Linked DNA regions of Anser cygnoides: region 1 is linked to region 2. The links are chromatin contacts, called in public Hi-C maps. All regions are on one chromosome and are shown on one strand. The core of a region is the stretch at or near the end of the contact, and the rest is flanking DNA. Distances in the headings are between cores, read along the strand shown. Region 1 overlaps ST3GAL5 (ST3 beta-galactoside alpha-2,3-sialyltransferase 5). Region 2 overlaps POLR1A (RNA polymerase I subunit A).

Region 1 (3,661 bases), core at 1,110-3,609, 64 kb before region 2:
CATACAGCAGGAACTGGATCCACAGCGACAGTAGTTCAATGGAAAATAATTACTGTATGCTGTCAGACAACTCAGGCTAGCATTGTGCGTACCACATACATCTGAAAACAAAAACTCTTCCACAACTTAAAACATTAAATATTTTAACTGGATCTCTTTGAACTCCACTTTGTATTTACATAGCTATCCACAATAACGTGCAAAAGTAAAATTCAACATCAAAATAAATTTAAAAGTCCAACAAATTCAACTTGACATTAAAAAAGGCAGCAGAGGTTCCGAGTCCATTTTGTACACAATTTAAAGAGCTACTGAAGACAGTGAAAAAGTTGTTCCAACGAAGCTTCTGGGATTTATCAAATCCAACCATTGGGCACTTCGACCACTAGCTGTCTTTGCTGCAGAATTCACAATGTATCCCACCAGTGAGGTCTTTAACAACTTTTTCTTTGACCAGTTTTTGCAGTAATTTTGTTTCGCCTGTCACATTGTGCATAGTTTGTCTGTTCATGGCAGCCATGCAGAGGTTGTTGTAATAGTGCAAAGGAGTACTGGGCTGATCGAGGTCATATCCAAATCCTGCTATGCTCACTTCATCACATAAATGCGTCGCTAAAATAACCGCCATGACCCCAATTGTGGGTACATTCTAAAAAGCAGGGAGGAAAAAAAAATGTTGAATTCAAATGGCTTCACATATTCTCCTTTACCAGTTTTATAACACTTTACAGTATTGAATAATTTGACTACTCCCTCTACTCATTTAAAAATTAATATCAATTAAAATAATAATCAGTTAAAATTAAAAAAATCAAGTAAAGATCAAGTGAAACTAAACATTTCAGGGCCAAATATCGATACAACTTGAGTATTTGCCTTTAGCAGTAATTTTGGCTTTCGATGCTACACTTTTTTCTGTGAACTGAAGGCAAGACACCCTATTACTAGGCAATTTAACAGCAAGTAAACTCTCACTCCAAACACTCAAACTGACAGGCAGTTACAACTTGGCATTGCTCGATACGTGCTTGCTTCAGTCTTGGACAACAAGCACTCCGGCAGTATTCTTCAGGAAACTACTTTTCACTGAACAGCCTCTGAAGGTGAGTATACTCCGATACACGTAGAAGATAAACAGCTTAGTATATTACATTATTTATAAATAAACATTCCAAGATGTGAAAATCCTTCAGAACATTTGTGCAGCATGTTACCATTAACAGCCTTCCCACAAAGTAAAAAGGCTACTGCTGTTCAGTACTTCTCATAGCTCAAGAGAACTACGGATGCCCAATTTGTCAAATAGTTGAAATTTAACAAAAATGCAGTGCTTAATTAAATCAGGCAATTCATCACTCCATCCCACTGCCAAAGCTGAGGACACAGCAGGAGGATATAGCAGTAGTTCACTGCAGTACTGCTGAGCACTAGGGCGTACGCAGCAATTCCCACAGTCAGAAGTACCTGCCAGAGGGAAGCCTGCTTTACGCTTCTCATCCTTTCCCCACTGCTGGAGACAGATCTGTCTGTAGGGAATCTCTGGATTGACTTAACAGGGCTGCTCTTAACACACCAGTCAATTAGATGTCTGTTTTGAATATTTAACACTGATCAAAATGATGTGTGAGTGAACACCCTACTGGAGTGAATTTGTGCCTTGCTGCATCCGGATGCTCTGTAAAGCAGGCCACCTCATGTCAGTGTGCACAGGCATAACGCCTCATCTGAAAAAGGTGAACTGAAATCCTGATTTGATTTTACACAAATAGAGAAAATGCAAGTCTTCTGAGAGACAGTTAATTTCCCATTACTTCAGACCAGCTGACATCCCACAGAACTATACTGAAAGAACCACCAAAACCTTTTTTCAGTTTCTTATTTTATTCTTTCATACAGTTTCTCTCCTAAAATGAAACTTCTTACCTTATCCCAACCCCAGAATATTGATCGAGGTTTGGGGAACTGTAAAATGTCCAGAGCTGTCTCTTTAACGATGACTGGATTCAGAATCCGAAACTGTTTTGATGTAAAAGGAATTTTCTTAGCAACCTCCTTCCAAAAGAAAAGTCGTATCCACAGAGACTAAGAGAAAGAAAAAAAAAAATAGTTCACCAAACGGAAACTCTGACACCATGAAGTGTACAGCAGACATGGGGCATGAGTTACAGAATTCACCACTGATACTGAGAAACTCAGGAAACAGCTTAGAGCTGATTTCGTTCAGAAATACCAGCATACTGTTCGAGCGATTGGCTTAGAAGAGGAAAAACCTTCAAAGTATTTGGAATTGCAGAGGGTAGCAGGGGGAAAGTTTGCTTATTCTGAATATTTGACTGAGCTTGGTGTTTAGTCAGTCAACATATCCACCAGCTCCTCCAGGTTCTCTGGACCCTCCCCAGCACAACCGAGCAGCAGCAGTATTTGAAGAAATGGGAAAGGGAATCAGTTTTCCACAAACATTAACCAGGTCGTTCTGAAGCGAGCGCTGGACTTAAAACAACTGCTCGGGCTTTGAAGTGAACAGCTGTTGTTTGACAACATCCACCTAGTGATAAATGTACCACTTCAGAAGAGGATTTACACTAGACTCAGCAAACTAGTCTCTGATCTCATGCCATGTGCAGTCAATTAGATGCATACGAATGAAAAAAAACACACACACCTAGATCAGGCTCGTTTTACAGATCTCTCCACATAACATGTAACACTACACATATGATAAAAACTGACATAGCTCCAACACAGGTCTGTGTTTTATAAACAGGCTTTTTTCCTGCTCCAAGGTACAACTCCACAACAGCTTAAACTGATGTAGTAGGTAAAAAAAAAAAAAATACGTATTTTGCTGTGGTCCCATCTTTCTACCTGTGCTCTGAACGCTTCAGTAAAGTACCAGTGCCTGCACAGGAAGCTGATCCAACTGAAAGCCTAATATTTGAAACAATAAGTAAAAACATTCAGCTTCCAGAGCAGTTCCCAAAACTGGCTCTCTGTAACAGCAAAAACACCAGAACAAGGAAAAAGGTGGGAATGGACAGACACTGATGGGGACAGAGCAGAGACATGGCAGTCTGGTCTTGAATTCTGGTTAATTTAAGTTGCTTTGCAGCAACCCCAGCAATCCCATTTCCTTATGCTCCTTTTCAGCACAAATACAAACATCGTGTTTAGTCATCTACAGCATGTGAACAGTAACAAGGAAAGAGCTTGGAAAAAGAGCAGGATGACAAGCCTAACAGAGCAGGACAAGGAGACTGGGACCAGACACCAGAAGACCTGGTACGGGGATAGCCCTGGGTTTTTTATTCTCCTCTTCAATTGGGTATTTACATAACATTGATGCATATGAACCCAGTTCTGCTCCTAAGACAGGCAACTCAATAAAAGGTACCTCTTTCATAAAACATATACTTGAACTCACTGACAGAGGATGTTGTAGATGCCAAAAAGCAACCATACTTTCATTCCCCAAAAAATAGATTTTAATTCAAAAAGGTGTCCTCGTACTAGTCATTCTTGAAAAACAAATCTTTCAAACATGAAATAGCCAGACAGCTTGTACAACAAGAGAGGGATTCAACTTAAGTCAGAAAGTTGCTGGTTGGCAAAATTACCACGCTCCTGCAGGACCAACAGGGCAGACCAACATTGTCTTGTCCCT
Region 2 (3,711 bases), core at 21-2,520:
TATTTTTTCCAAGTAGCTTAAGCTAAGCTAAGCAAGCTAACGTAGTTTTTTTCCCTCCACCTTTCATTAGCTTAAACACCACCAAAAGTTGCACAAAAACAAGACAGTAGCTCAGAGCCAAATACAGACAAAAATGACACTGGAGATTTATGTTTAGGCAAGTGATCATTGTGGTTTATACACAGGTCGGAATCAAAATTCAGCACAGAAATAACTGACCTGAGTTTAGAAAACAAACAAACCAACTAACCATTCCTAGCAGCAGAAGGACATGTTGAAGTCTTCCAAGAAATGTAATGCCCAGTCTGTCTCAACCAACCAGAACTCTTAACAAAAGCAGTAGAAAATATGTAGCATAAAACAATCCTCTATTTGTAGAGTTATGGGCTAGATGGCATAACAGAACTATTCATCTCCAAGTACTGCAATTCATTTAGATGGAAGAATTCCCTCAAGTAACATTTATAGAGACAGTTACAAGCATAGTGTGGAATTATCTGTCATTAGATACTGGGCTGCTGCACAAAAAAACAATTTGCAATTTACCCTTGAGAAAAGGCTTCACTGAACTCTGAACGCAGCTGGGGGAAAAAAGGAGAAGGAAGGAAGCCTAAGAGCTGAAAAGGCTACACGTCAACCCTGCTAACACCTATCATCCACCCCCTCTCCGTAGAGCACAGAAGATCACTCCAGTTCAGGATTATAAATAGACTACGTACATCAGAGTATCTGAACAGCTCTGCAAGATTTATCCCTTCAGTATGCAGAATGAGTTCCTTCTCTCCTTGCTTATTGGTACTTTCATTCAACAAGCACCGGGTGATCCCCTTCACTTCATGGATGACCGTGTTTCGTGTCAGAGAGAGAAGCAAAGAGGAGAGATCGAAGTACGCCTTCATCAATGGAAGTGTCAAGGAAACCTAAAAAGAGAAAAAAACAAAAGTGGTGTTTTTCTGTAAAAACGCTTGAGCATTAGGCTCAATAACCTACTTCTTCTTAGGCAAAAAGCAGACAAATAGGATTATCCTAATTGTGTGTTTTAGGAACGTAAATGTCTGACTAGAATTATAGTCATAAATATATTTATTTATAAACAAACATGTCAATTGTCTTTTAAAAAAGTTTCATTGGGGTTTTGAAAGTCAGCTGTAAATAATTGCGTCAAGAAGAACATTTGTGCTGAGGCACGCACTTCCACTCCTCTGTACTAATAGGGGACTGCTGATGAGACAAAACAGCAGCACTCCACTGAAGAGAGCCCTGTTACAAGGGCTACGTGCAACTGTTGTGCAACCACACACAGCTGCTTCCAGGCACCACCAGCTTACCTCACACCAAAGTTCGTTTTCAGTGTCAAACGTGTAATCCTGAATTGACGGGTGACTGTTCAGAACAGCATTTATTCGCATCTCCGCTGACTTGAGTAATAGATTTCTCTCTTTTTTAGTCTGAGACGTAAAGGAAAGATGTTGAGGATCATCACCATCTGCTCCGTTCTGATCTCCTTCCTCAGCACCTTGAGCCCTCTCTTCTTTGTCTGATTCAACCTCTTCATCTTCTGGATTCTCAGCAACGTTTTCTTCCGCATTCTCTTCCTCACTCTCATAATCAACCTAAAAGAAACAATGATGTAATTACGTAGGCCAGAGCACATGCAGAAACAAACACACTATGAAGCAGTTTTATTCATGAATATTCTTGACAGATGAGTTGCAAGTACCTTGCCTATGACACAATGAAAATGTCATCCTGTTACAAAGAGAATACAGCAGGATTCAGTTCAGTCTCTATTTCTCTTGCTGTTATTTCTCGATGCAATCGTGGATGCTATAGCTTATTGCCACTGTGGCAGAATTATTATTATTATTTATTTTTTTAAGCCCCAAAAGGCTCTTCCCATAATCTAGCTTTGATGATTGGAGTCCCTCAGGATTTTACTCTTGCTGAAACTGCAGCTGACCATTCTTTGTACAATAATTATGAAGTAGTAAGCATGGAATGAACACTCACAGCCAGAATATTTATAACAACTACACTGTAGTTTTAAACACAACTAATGACGTGAAAATAGCAAGACATAAGGTTAAGTTGAACTACAGCACAGACAACCTGACGCATCTATCCAATAGCTGAAGAAGGGGGCTTTGAATAAAATCTGAAAGATCTCTTCCATCTCTAACTTGCACAGTTCTTTACTGCTCTTAAAAGAGTAATTAGTAAAATAAGAGTTCTTAAAGAACTACAGGGACCAGGCCCAACCATAATAAGCACATCACCAGAAGTCTCAGCCCACATTTCCTGCTACAGATTTCTCCCCCCATCCAAATTAAAACTGATCAGCACAAACCAATGACTTCCCTAAGCCTTTTACTTTATTATTATTGGCTTTCTTGCTGGCGTTTAGCTTCTATAGACATTATCCTTCTCAAACTCAGACCAAAACAGTGGAAACAGAATTCAAGTGCAGTACTGAGCACCTATGAAATCATTACCTCTTCTTCCTGGTTCTTCCTCCGTTTTGCTTCTGTAGCATCACCATCCCCTTCATCAGCTTCTGCATCAACAATCTTCTCTTCCTCTTCGGGAGCTTCCTGACTATTTTGTGCCTAGAAATCCATAACAGATGAGACAATCAGGCTGACTCTGCGGTAAAGCATGAACTGTATCCAAAGGCTTTAGGCAAACATTCGTAATTTAAAAATCCCCTGTCCATCTTTATGGCAGACATCCCCTGTTCTACCTTTAAGAACAAACTAATTTCTAAAATAACACTACTGTAAAAAACAAACAAAAAACCTCGTATTAGTGATAGCTGTCATGTTAAACCAGAATTTCTACAAAATATATAAGCTATTGCTCTGCTTATATGACAGTCCATATTGGGAAAAGGGTGGCAGAAGGAACATGCAAAAGCTTTTCAACGAATAAAGGACCTTCCCCCAAAGGTTTTGACAGGCAGTGCTGTGAAAGGATCTTGTTCTGATGGCAGAGAGTGCTAAGTTTTTATCTCAGTGCAACTAAAACAAGTATTATCACATGCTGAGAATGTGTAAGTAAATTAGGATTATATGAAACGACTATTTCCTTGTTAATTTGATAAGGATACAAAGAGAATTTATACATAAAGAAACTGATTAAGAAGTAATTTAGTATTCACACAATAAGTATTCACATCAAAACAAGCGATGTCAAATTCCAGTTCTCAAAAATGGGTAAGGAAAGGGAGGCACATTTCAGGTAATGTTTTTCTGTACCTTGTCTCCATCACCATCTAAATCCTTCCGAGTTGCTTTCCGTGTACTGACTTCAGTAAAAGATGCCATCTTCGCATTCTTCCGTTTAATTGTTTCCAGGACAATTTTAAAGAATCTGAAAGAAGCAGCAACCCAAGAGGTCCAAGTTCAGCAATACTGCAGTCAATTTTGAACTATCATAAACAGAATGTATTTTAAGAAGCCGGTCAGCTCATGACATAACATATTCCTTGGTGCATACAAAAATGTTTCTAGGGTAAGACAATTGATTTTTTTTCTTGTCCCTTTCCCATTTCCTTGGGAATAAAAGTTTGGCATCACCTCTCTTACAATTACAGATGTAGTGATGCATCGAAAGGTTATAACCTCATCTAGACATAAATTCAGCACATCATATTGACCTTCAGAAGAGATAGCTTACTTTTGGACATTTAAAATTATTTTTTTAAACCAACAA

What was found. A called contact is a pair of places that touch in the nucleus more often than the background predicts.
Region 1: a Hi-C map of fetal liver shows a contact between it and region 2, with 2.2 times the contacts expected there. The contact joins two enhancer-like sites. A contact is called at or near these places in 4 of 7 Hi-C or Micro-C datasets (fetal liver, granulosa cells and liver).

The regions. Positions count from the first base shown.
Region 1 is chr4:6,407,714-6,411,374 of Taihu_goose_T2T_genome, reverse strand. It overlaps ST3GAL5 (ST3 beta-galactoside alpha-2,3-sialyltransferase 5), which reads right to left. Exons shown (of 7, transcript XM_066995575.1): 6 at 1,924-2,082; 7 at 1-649. The coding sequence ends at 386. Among named protein-coding and RNA genes, the nearest start is that of ST3GAL5, 23 kb to the right of the region's middle. Within about 2 kb of position 2,359, at least 1 of the 3 cell types and tissues checked has open chromatin away from gene starts, as enhancers often do. A contact at or near this core is called in fetal liver, where this site is marked.
Region 2 is chr4:6,342,805-6,346,515 of Taihu_goose_T2T_genome, reverse strand. It overlaps POLR1A (RNA polymerase I subunit A), which reads right to left. Exons shown (of 34, transcript XM_048047789.2): 28 at 3,255-3,369; 29 at 2,493-2,606; 30 at 1,329-1,613; 31 at 720-920. Among named protein-coding and RNA genes, the nearest start is that of POLR1A, 27 kb to the right of the region's middle. Within about 2 kb of position 1,270, at least 2 of the 3 cell types and tissues checked have open chromatin away from gene starts, as enhancers often do. A contact at or near this core is called in fetal liver, where this site is marked.